Linked DNA regions of Zea mays: region 2 is linked to region 1. Evidence: chromatin contacts called from public Hi-C data. All regions are on one chromosome and are shown on one strand. The core of a region is the stretch at or near the end of the contact, and the rest is flanking DNA. Distances in the headings are between cores, read along the strand shown.

The links. A called contact is a pair of places that touch in the nucleus more often than the background predicts.
Region 2: a contact with region 1 is called in a Hi-C map of leaf, with 4 times the contacts expected there. The contact joins the promoter of LOC100217065 here to the promoter of LOC100273986 in region 1. A contact is called at or near these places in 2 of 25 Hi-C or Micro-C datasets (leaf and tassel).

Annotation. Positions count from the first base shown.
Region 1 is chr8:139,158,793-139,162,866 of Zm-B73-REFERENCE-NAM-5.0, forward strand. LOC100273986 reads left to right here and starts at 2,301. Exons shown (of 11, transcript NM_001148372.1): 1 at 2,301-2,706; 2 at 2,800-2,880. The coding sequence starts at 2,446.
Region 2 is chr8:139,350,963-139,354,633 of Zm-B73-REFERENCE-NAM-5.0, forward strand. It overlaps LOC100217065 (4Fe-4S ferredoxin, iron-sulfur binding protein), which reads left to right and starts at 1,819. Exons shown (of 11, transcript NM_001143436.1): 1 at 1,819-2,074; 2 at 2,508-2,556. The coding sequence starts at 1,901.

The sequences.
Region 1 (4,074 bases), core at 1,051-3,550:
CCAACTAGAAGTTCCCTGCCTAGTGCTGACCACAAGATACGAGTGATGTAAATAGATCAAACACACGCGCAAGAAATTTCAGATTTGATGCAGACAAGGAGTATGATTGGAATGCAAGTGTTGCAATCAGATCCAACCAAAATTTTGCACCAAATGACAATAGCAAACTGGTTGAACAACTTGATAAAACTTTCAGCACTTGTGCACATAAACAAACTGATTGTTCTACTTTTCTTTCACAATCTTGTTCAACACTTTTTGACACTTTTTTTATAGAACTAAACACAGAGTTCTGATAGGATATTGCACATTTTATAATACTAAACAAAGAACTCAACCAGCAGCTATAACTTAAATAGGATCAAAGTTAACGCGAAGGAAATGATGAGGGTTTTCAGTTTTTTCTTTTTGTGGATATTTTCAGATATATATAAGAGGCTCAAAGGAAACACAAAGGATAGAGTGACCATCAACTAAACAAAGATTCTAAGGACTGAAACTTAACAAAACTCACTGGAACAACAGATTGAAACAAAGGGCTATGGCAAAATATTTTATGGCTTTTGGTGGATAGGACGAACACAAAATATATGTAGCTAAGGGTAAAGAATCCTACCGTGACAACTGAGGCTTTGATACCAGATGATGCGTCACGATGCCCGATCTTCACGACGTAGGATCAATCTTCAGATAACTAGCTTCAAAGAAGCCAAGATAACTTGCTGCAAGCAGCGATAACTAGTGCAACCTGACAAATAAAACTCGAAGCCAACCACCGTCTTTAACAGGCAGCCTGAATCGAGGATTCGCCCAACCACACTCTCAAAGAACCAACCAACACAACCTACAACCAATCGAGGAGACCTCGAAGGGAGTAGGAGCACCACTTGGGAGCGGATGAAGCCGCCGCTTTTGCAATCCCGCGAAGCAATTCACAAGAGCAAAGGGGTAGAGATCACTCTCAATATTTGTTAGCACACAACTGAACAAAGGGTTCTATTTTAGATTATCAAAAGCTACCTTACATCATAGACATAGGGGGTATTTATACTAGTAATAACCAGCCTTAGCGAGGTATAAACACGAAACAAAAGTATTTTCACGTGCTAATGTGAAGGAGCCTCTTCGGGAGATCTGCAGAGCTGATTTCCGTGTGGCTGTTTGACTTCTGCGCAGCCTTCAGTATTTTGACAATAACTTCTTCTAGGAATCTTCAAATGACGTGGGGCTAGATGCGTTGGAAAGCTGACTTGATAAGATTTCTCACCATGTATACCATGCTTAATGAAACTTCGTAGAATGATGCAGTTTAATACGAAAACTTGGTCATCAAACAGACTGTTGACCTTCTGACCAGTCAGCACTAAAGTAGGTCGGCTGCCTTTATGGTAGATTTGATTAAGTCGGCCTTAGAAGCATTGGAAACTAGACTTCAAGAGCTTTCCAAAAAGTACTTATGGGCCTTCATAGCTTTTGGGAATCAAAAGATATGACTGTTTCTTTTGGACGGTTCTGTAGCGCTGGACTGACTCGGACATAACTCTTCTTGCTGATTCGCGTTTGATATGTTTTGTCCTTCCTCTTTGGTGAACCTAAGTAATATCAACATACATGACTTAGGTAGCATAAATTTCTCATTAGTGTTTAATTGAAATTCATAAAGTAGCGCGTACACCTCTTGCTGTAGCTTCTTAGCTCGGCTACGTGTAATTGGTCCATCAAAGACTTGAGTTGGTGATGATGTTGGTTGTACTTGAGTTGATGTAGTATGCTTTGGGGTTGTAACATGTTGCTTAATGTTGTGGTCGTATCATCCTCCTCCCCTTGAAAAGGAGTCGTCCTCGACTCTGAAGTGTCTTCACTTGTATATGGTAAGATGTCAGCAACATTGAACGTGTTGCTCACCCCATAGCTCTAGTAAACGAGGTAGTCATTGCATAGCTCTGGTAACTTAATACAAATATTAAGTTTGCTTTTGGTCAAATGTATTTATCTTATTTTTTATTTGTTTTATTAACTCTGATGTGAATTTCGAGCCAAAAATTGAATTTCGAGCCTTAATATGAATTTTGAGCTTTTATAATTTCGGGCCGCTCGAAATAAGCCTGACACATTTAAGCAATTACGGACCATGCCATGGGCCAAAGACTAGACCCGTGGACAGGCCCAGCACAGAGCAAAATTCAAACAGACCGAACCAACCCAAAATTTAAACATTACAGACTTGGAGGGCCGGGCCGGGCCGGGCCGGGGGACCAAATGTACACCTGTACGTTAGGCCTTGATATTCCGAGGCCCAGGTTATTCATTCCCTTTCCTCCCGTCTCCCACTCGAGCGAGCCACCGCCGCCAACGTTCCCGCCTTCTATCCCTTAACCCTAGCCGCCGCCGCCGCCGCCGCCGCTTAAACCCTCGCTGCGGAAACTACAGCAACCCCCGCCGGCGATGGTGAAGGAGAATAAGCGGAAGCAGCCTCCTGCCGACGCGGCGCCGCCTCCGGGCGACGAGGGTGAGGGGAGGAGCGGGCGGAAGGGCAAGAAGGCCAGGAAGGAGAAGGCGGAGGCGATACTGCCGTCGCAGATCAAGAACAAGGACAAGCGCCGCGAGGTGCACGCCAAGCTTAAGCGAGAGAAGAAGGCCCAGAAGCGCGCGCTCGCCCGCGAGCGCGGCCAGGCCGCCCGCCGCGCCGAAGAGCTCGGCGAGCAGGCAAGCCAGCACTCTTCGAACTGTCCACACCACCTGTAGAGCTTGCAGTTTTTGGTTTGGTTCTGATTGCTAAGGGTAATCGGGTGTTTGCAGCCGCCGGAGAGGCAGGTGCCCCGCACGATCGAGAACACCAGGGAGCCCGATGAGACTGTGTGCCGGCCCGACGACCAGGAGGTTCGTAATTCTTGATGGCACCATGCTTGTATAAGATTATAAGTCTGTGTAAATACCGAGTGGTGTTCAATTTGATGCAGAACTAACAAACATAGTACTTGCGCGATCCTATATTTAGGTTACTAATACCCAGATGTAGGAACTATGAAATGCCAAATTAATAGTGTCAATGTTCGAAATAAAAAAATAACAGCTAAAATGAAATTGCAAAACACAAGAGACAAGGGACATATAATGAGATAATATCCTTTTTTTTTTGGCAGATGTAGGGTGTTGATGAAAGTTGGGTAGGAGTCAATAGATAACTAGAGTTGCGCTGGGAGACTCTAGAGTCTAAATGTTTTAGACTCATTAGAAATAAAACCAAATATATGAGATGTGATTTTTTGACACTAGTACACATGGGGAAGGAGATGCTAGTTTGGAAGATCAAGTAGTGCTCAGTAAGGATACCTTCTGGTATTTAGGATCGATGCTACAAAGAGAAAGAGATTTACAATTAGACCTACTATGTTGTATGGTGTAGCACAAAAAGCCGGCATATGTAAATTAGTGTTGCGGAAATGCGTATGCTGCGTATATGTTATAGTCATATGCTACTAGACTTGCTAGTGCTTTATTTAAGTACTAGGTATGTGCCCGTGCGTTGCCACGAGGCGGAGGAGCATGTGGACTGCGCCTAGGCTACAAATATAATTTTTGTTTATACCTAAACACTAAGGTATGTGTGGTCTGGTGGTTAGTCCCAAATTTCTGGAGCAGAGGGGTGTGGGTTCGAGTGCTCGTTTTGCACAAATTTTTGCGGGCGCTGGGCATGAGGAGGGTGAAGCCGTGGTAGCACAGGTGCCCACATTAGGTTCTTAATATAGTAGTATAGAAGTATAGATATGATGATGATTTTATTATAGTTTTACATTGTCTTATATTGATTATGACCTCCTACATTGTATTAAAATGTCTTATACATCATTACTTATATCATAATGGGTCAAGTTATATATCTAGTTCTACACTACATATTTTAATGTGTGATATTATTTATGGTTTTCAATGGCTATCGATGTGTTTTCAATCGGATAGTTTTGTTTTGTGAGGTACTTACTTGTGTCTTTCTGACTATATGTATGTGTGCACATTGTTTGTCACTTGTATTTGTGAGATTTTTGTTTCAATGCTTTGTGAGATATGCTTTAA
Region 2 (3,671 bases), core at 569-3,068, 190 kb after region 1:
GGCGACTACTCAATTACGGGTGGCGAGTTAGGGTTGCCTTAACCGTGCCCCTACCCCTCGTTATATAGGCATTCTGGTGGGCTTCTAACTTCGAGGCCCATCGATAACCCTAAAGTCCTGTCTAATTCGGATCTAATCCGAGTTAGGCTTCCTTCCCCTTAAGTGTGTGACCCTATAGGTTCACGTACATATAGACATGACCCAAGTACTCTTACTTGGCCCAATAATTGAGAGCGGCCTCTAGCAAAACATATCAACTCCTATGCGCATGTAAAGATCATATCAAACGAACCATTACAACATTACGTACATGTTGTTCCCTTTGTCTCACGATATTTGGTCTGGCTCTAAGCTGATCTTTCTTTCTCGATACTGTGAATTGGAATCCTTTCATTGGTAACACTTAACCTTAGCATGACCATGCATTTCTTGATCCAATCACTCGAGGGGCCTAGAGATATCTCTCTCAAGAAGAGAGGGACAAATTTCATCTTTGACCGACCATGCCTCACAGCATTCTTTCTAACAAACCCAAAACTACCTTTATAACTACCCAGTTACAGAGTAGCATTTGATAGTCCCTAAGTAAGTCAATTCACATCTTGAGAACATGCAACAATCTCAGGTTCGAAGGATACAGTATACATGTTGCAAAAAGAGAACTATATTACAATATCTCACGTTGGGTCGGTCCAGCCTCATGTCATACATGTGCCCACATTATTAGTTTAACATGTCCATGACTTGTGAAATGTAGTTATCAACTAATACATGTGCTAGTCATCGACTCTGACTAGGGACATCATTTAGAATAACCATACAAGTAAAGAATCTCACAAACAATTCACATAATTGCTAATCAATACAAGGTGCCTGTCATGGGTATTCAATTAAGCAATATATATATATATATATATATATATATATATATATATATATATATATATATATCATGGATACAAAGAAATATGCTTAACTCTATGATTATCTCTAGGGTATATTTCTAACAATCTCCCACTTGCACTAGAGTTAATCTAGAAGATATCTAATACTTAAAGATCTCATGTGTGCCTCATGCTTGGGTTATGGAAGAGGTTTTATCAAAGGATCAGCAACATTCAAATCTGTATGTATTTTGCATATCTTTATCTCACCCCGCATAACGAATTCCCGTATGAGGTGAAACTTCTGCAGTACGTGTTTGTTTTCTGGTGGTTCCCTTGCTCATTAGCTTGCGCAATAGCCCCATTGTTGTCACAGTAGAGGTTCAATGGACTAGAAGCATTAGGAAACACACCAAGCTCGATGAGGAACTTCCTTATCCAAACACCTTCCTTCGTAGATTCAGAAGCTGCAATGTACTCGGCTTCTGTTGTAGAATCAGTCAAAGTCTCCTGCTTGGAACTCTTCCAACGAACAACACCCCCATTTATTGTGAACACAAAACCTGATTGTGTTTTTAACTCGTCTGTGTCAGTTTAGAAGCTAGCATCGGTGTAACCAGTTACAACGAGCTTCTACTTAGCCCCATATACCAGGAATATATCTTTAGTCTTTCTCAAATACTTAAGAATGTCTTTTACAGCCTGATGCCTACTCATAGCATTTATAGCGTATGAAACATCTGGACATGTTCATGTTAACATTTTTACCGAATACGAATATAGATAAATCGAATGTGTCTGAATCATCTCTGGTGACGGCCACAGCGGTGAAACATGACCGGATAAGCCAACAGTATCATAATCTGCTAGCCTCAATATCAACCGTCCATCTCGTAATCGAGGGATTTGAGATCCTCTAACCACGGGCCGAATTGTTTCTTCGCCCAACAGATATTTTCCAGTGCCGCTCTGAACAGTGTGATGTGGCCGCGCGAGCCGCGAGGAGCCAGCTAGCCATGGTCGTCCCAGTCCCGCCGCCGCCTCTCCTCGCTTCCCACGTGGCCGTCCGGGCCGCGGCCTCCGCCATATCCCACGGCCGCCGGGTCCTCCTTAACGGCGACCACCCGCCGCAGGTCGCGGCCCTCGGGCGCGGCGACTGGGTCAAGCTCATCTGCGGCGCCAGCTTTGAGGTATCATGCCCCTTCCACCTTGCTGCTTCACTCGTCACTACATTGGGCTCCAGCTCCAGGGACTGTTGGCTGTTCATAGTAGGGTCAAATCAAATGGGGCTCCAGGGACTATTGGCTGTGCATAGTAGGGTCAAATGGACAGGAACTCATGAAACCAGCGGGTGCTTCCTCTCCATCTGATGTTGAAAGCTGAAAAACAGAGGGGGGGGGGGGGGGGGGGGGGTGGCTAGCACTTTATGCTGGTGTTAGCTTAGAAGGAAAAGTGAATCGGGTTTAATCTGTGGAGGTGAAATGATGGTGTGGTTGGTGTTTGATGTGCTACCACAGTAAGAGTACCAGTGACCACGATGCAATATGCACAACGAGTGAAGAACTATTACTGACTGACCGTGCTATAATCCTCACATCGTTTACATGTTCATTGTCCTTGCAGGATGCAGCTGATGTCAGGAATCTCTCCCTTGTCTACACTCTTGCTGGAGGTACACATGTTGACTCAACTGGAAGACATTTATTTGGATTGGATATTTATAGCATTTTAGATTGACATTGTAACAGTCCACGTTGCAGCCCACATGCTTTCTTTATATCTTCAGTCAGTAAAGAATTGAGGTTTTAATCACTTATATCTTGACCTTTTGTTTACTGACCCGAATTGCAGAAAAATCTTAAAACACTGACATTAATGGAACACAAGGACTTGCAGAGTTTGAAAAGCACGGCAAGATAGGTCTACAGTATATATTACACAGTAAATGTGATAATGATAAGCTAAGGGCATGTTTGGATATAAGAGCTAATTGTTACTTAGCTAAAATTAGCCCAAGTGCTCCAAACAGGGCTAATAGGTGATCTATTTTTTTAGCCAAGCCTTCAACTAGTCGTTACTCAACTAGAAGCCAACCTCAGCTGATTTAGGACCTGTTTGGATACAGGAACTTATTACTAGTTAGCTAAAAATTAGCCATAGTGCATCCATACTAGAGGGCTTATAGATGAACTAATTCTTTAGCCAAGTCTCCAACTAATCGTTAGTGAACTAGGTAGCCGAACTCAGCTAATTTGAGCTATTTTTTAGCCCAACTAGTAACTAGCCCTAGCTTATCCAAACAGTCTCTAAACATATGTGTCTTACAACTTTTGTTATGAAACCCTTATTTCAGTATCTCCCAATGAAGTGATTGGGGAATTATAGGGCCTGATTGGTTCAGGTTTTTTTTTTGAGGAACTTTTCTGGGAATCTGGTTGTGTAGAGAATCTGAGTATCATGAAGATTACATGTGGAGAAAGATAAACGAGTCTATAAGGTTTAAAATGTAGAAAGTGATGGTGTCCTACTATCGCCAGTGTTTTTAAGGTGGCGCCTAGGCGTCCAGGCGCTTGAAGAATTATGTGCGCCTTGCTCGCCTAGGCGTCCAGGCGGTGGTCCAACGTCTCGCTTCGCCTTACCGCCTTAAGAACACTACCTATCGCAACGACTTGGCCAATGTTCACGTTAATTTTTGGCAGTTTTTACTAAAGTGATTCTCATAAAAGCGGGCTGAATAGTTGGGTGTTTGGCAGTCTGCAGCAGCTTTTGGTGGCCAAAAGCTGAAAC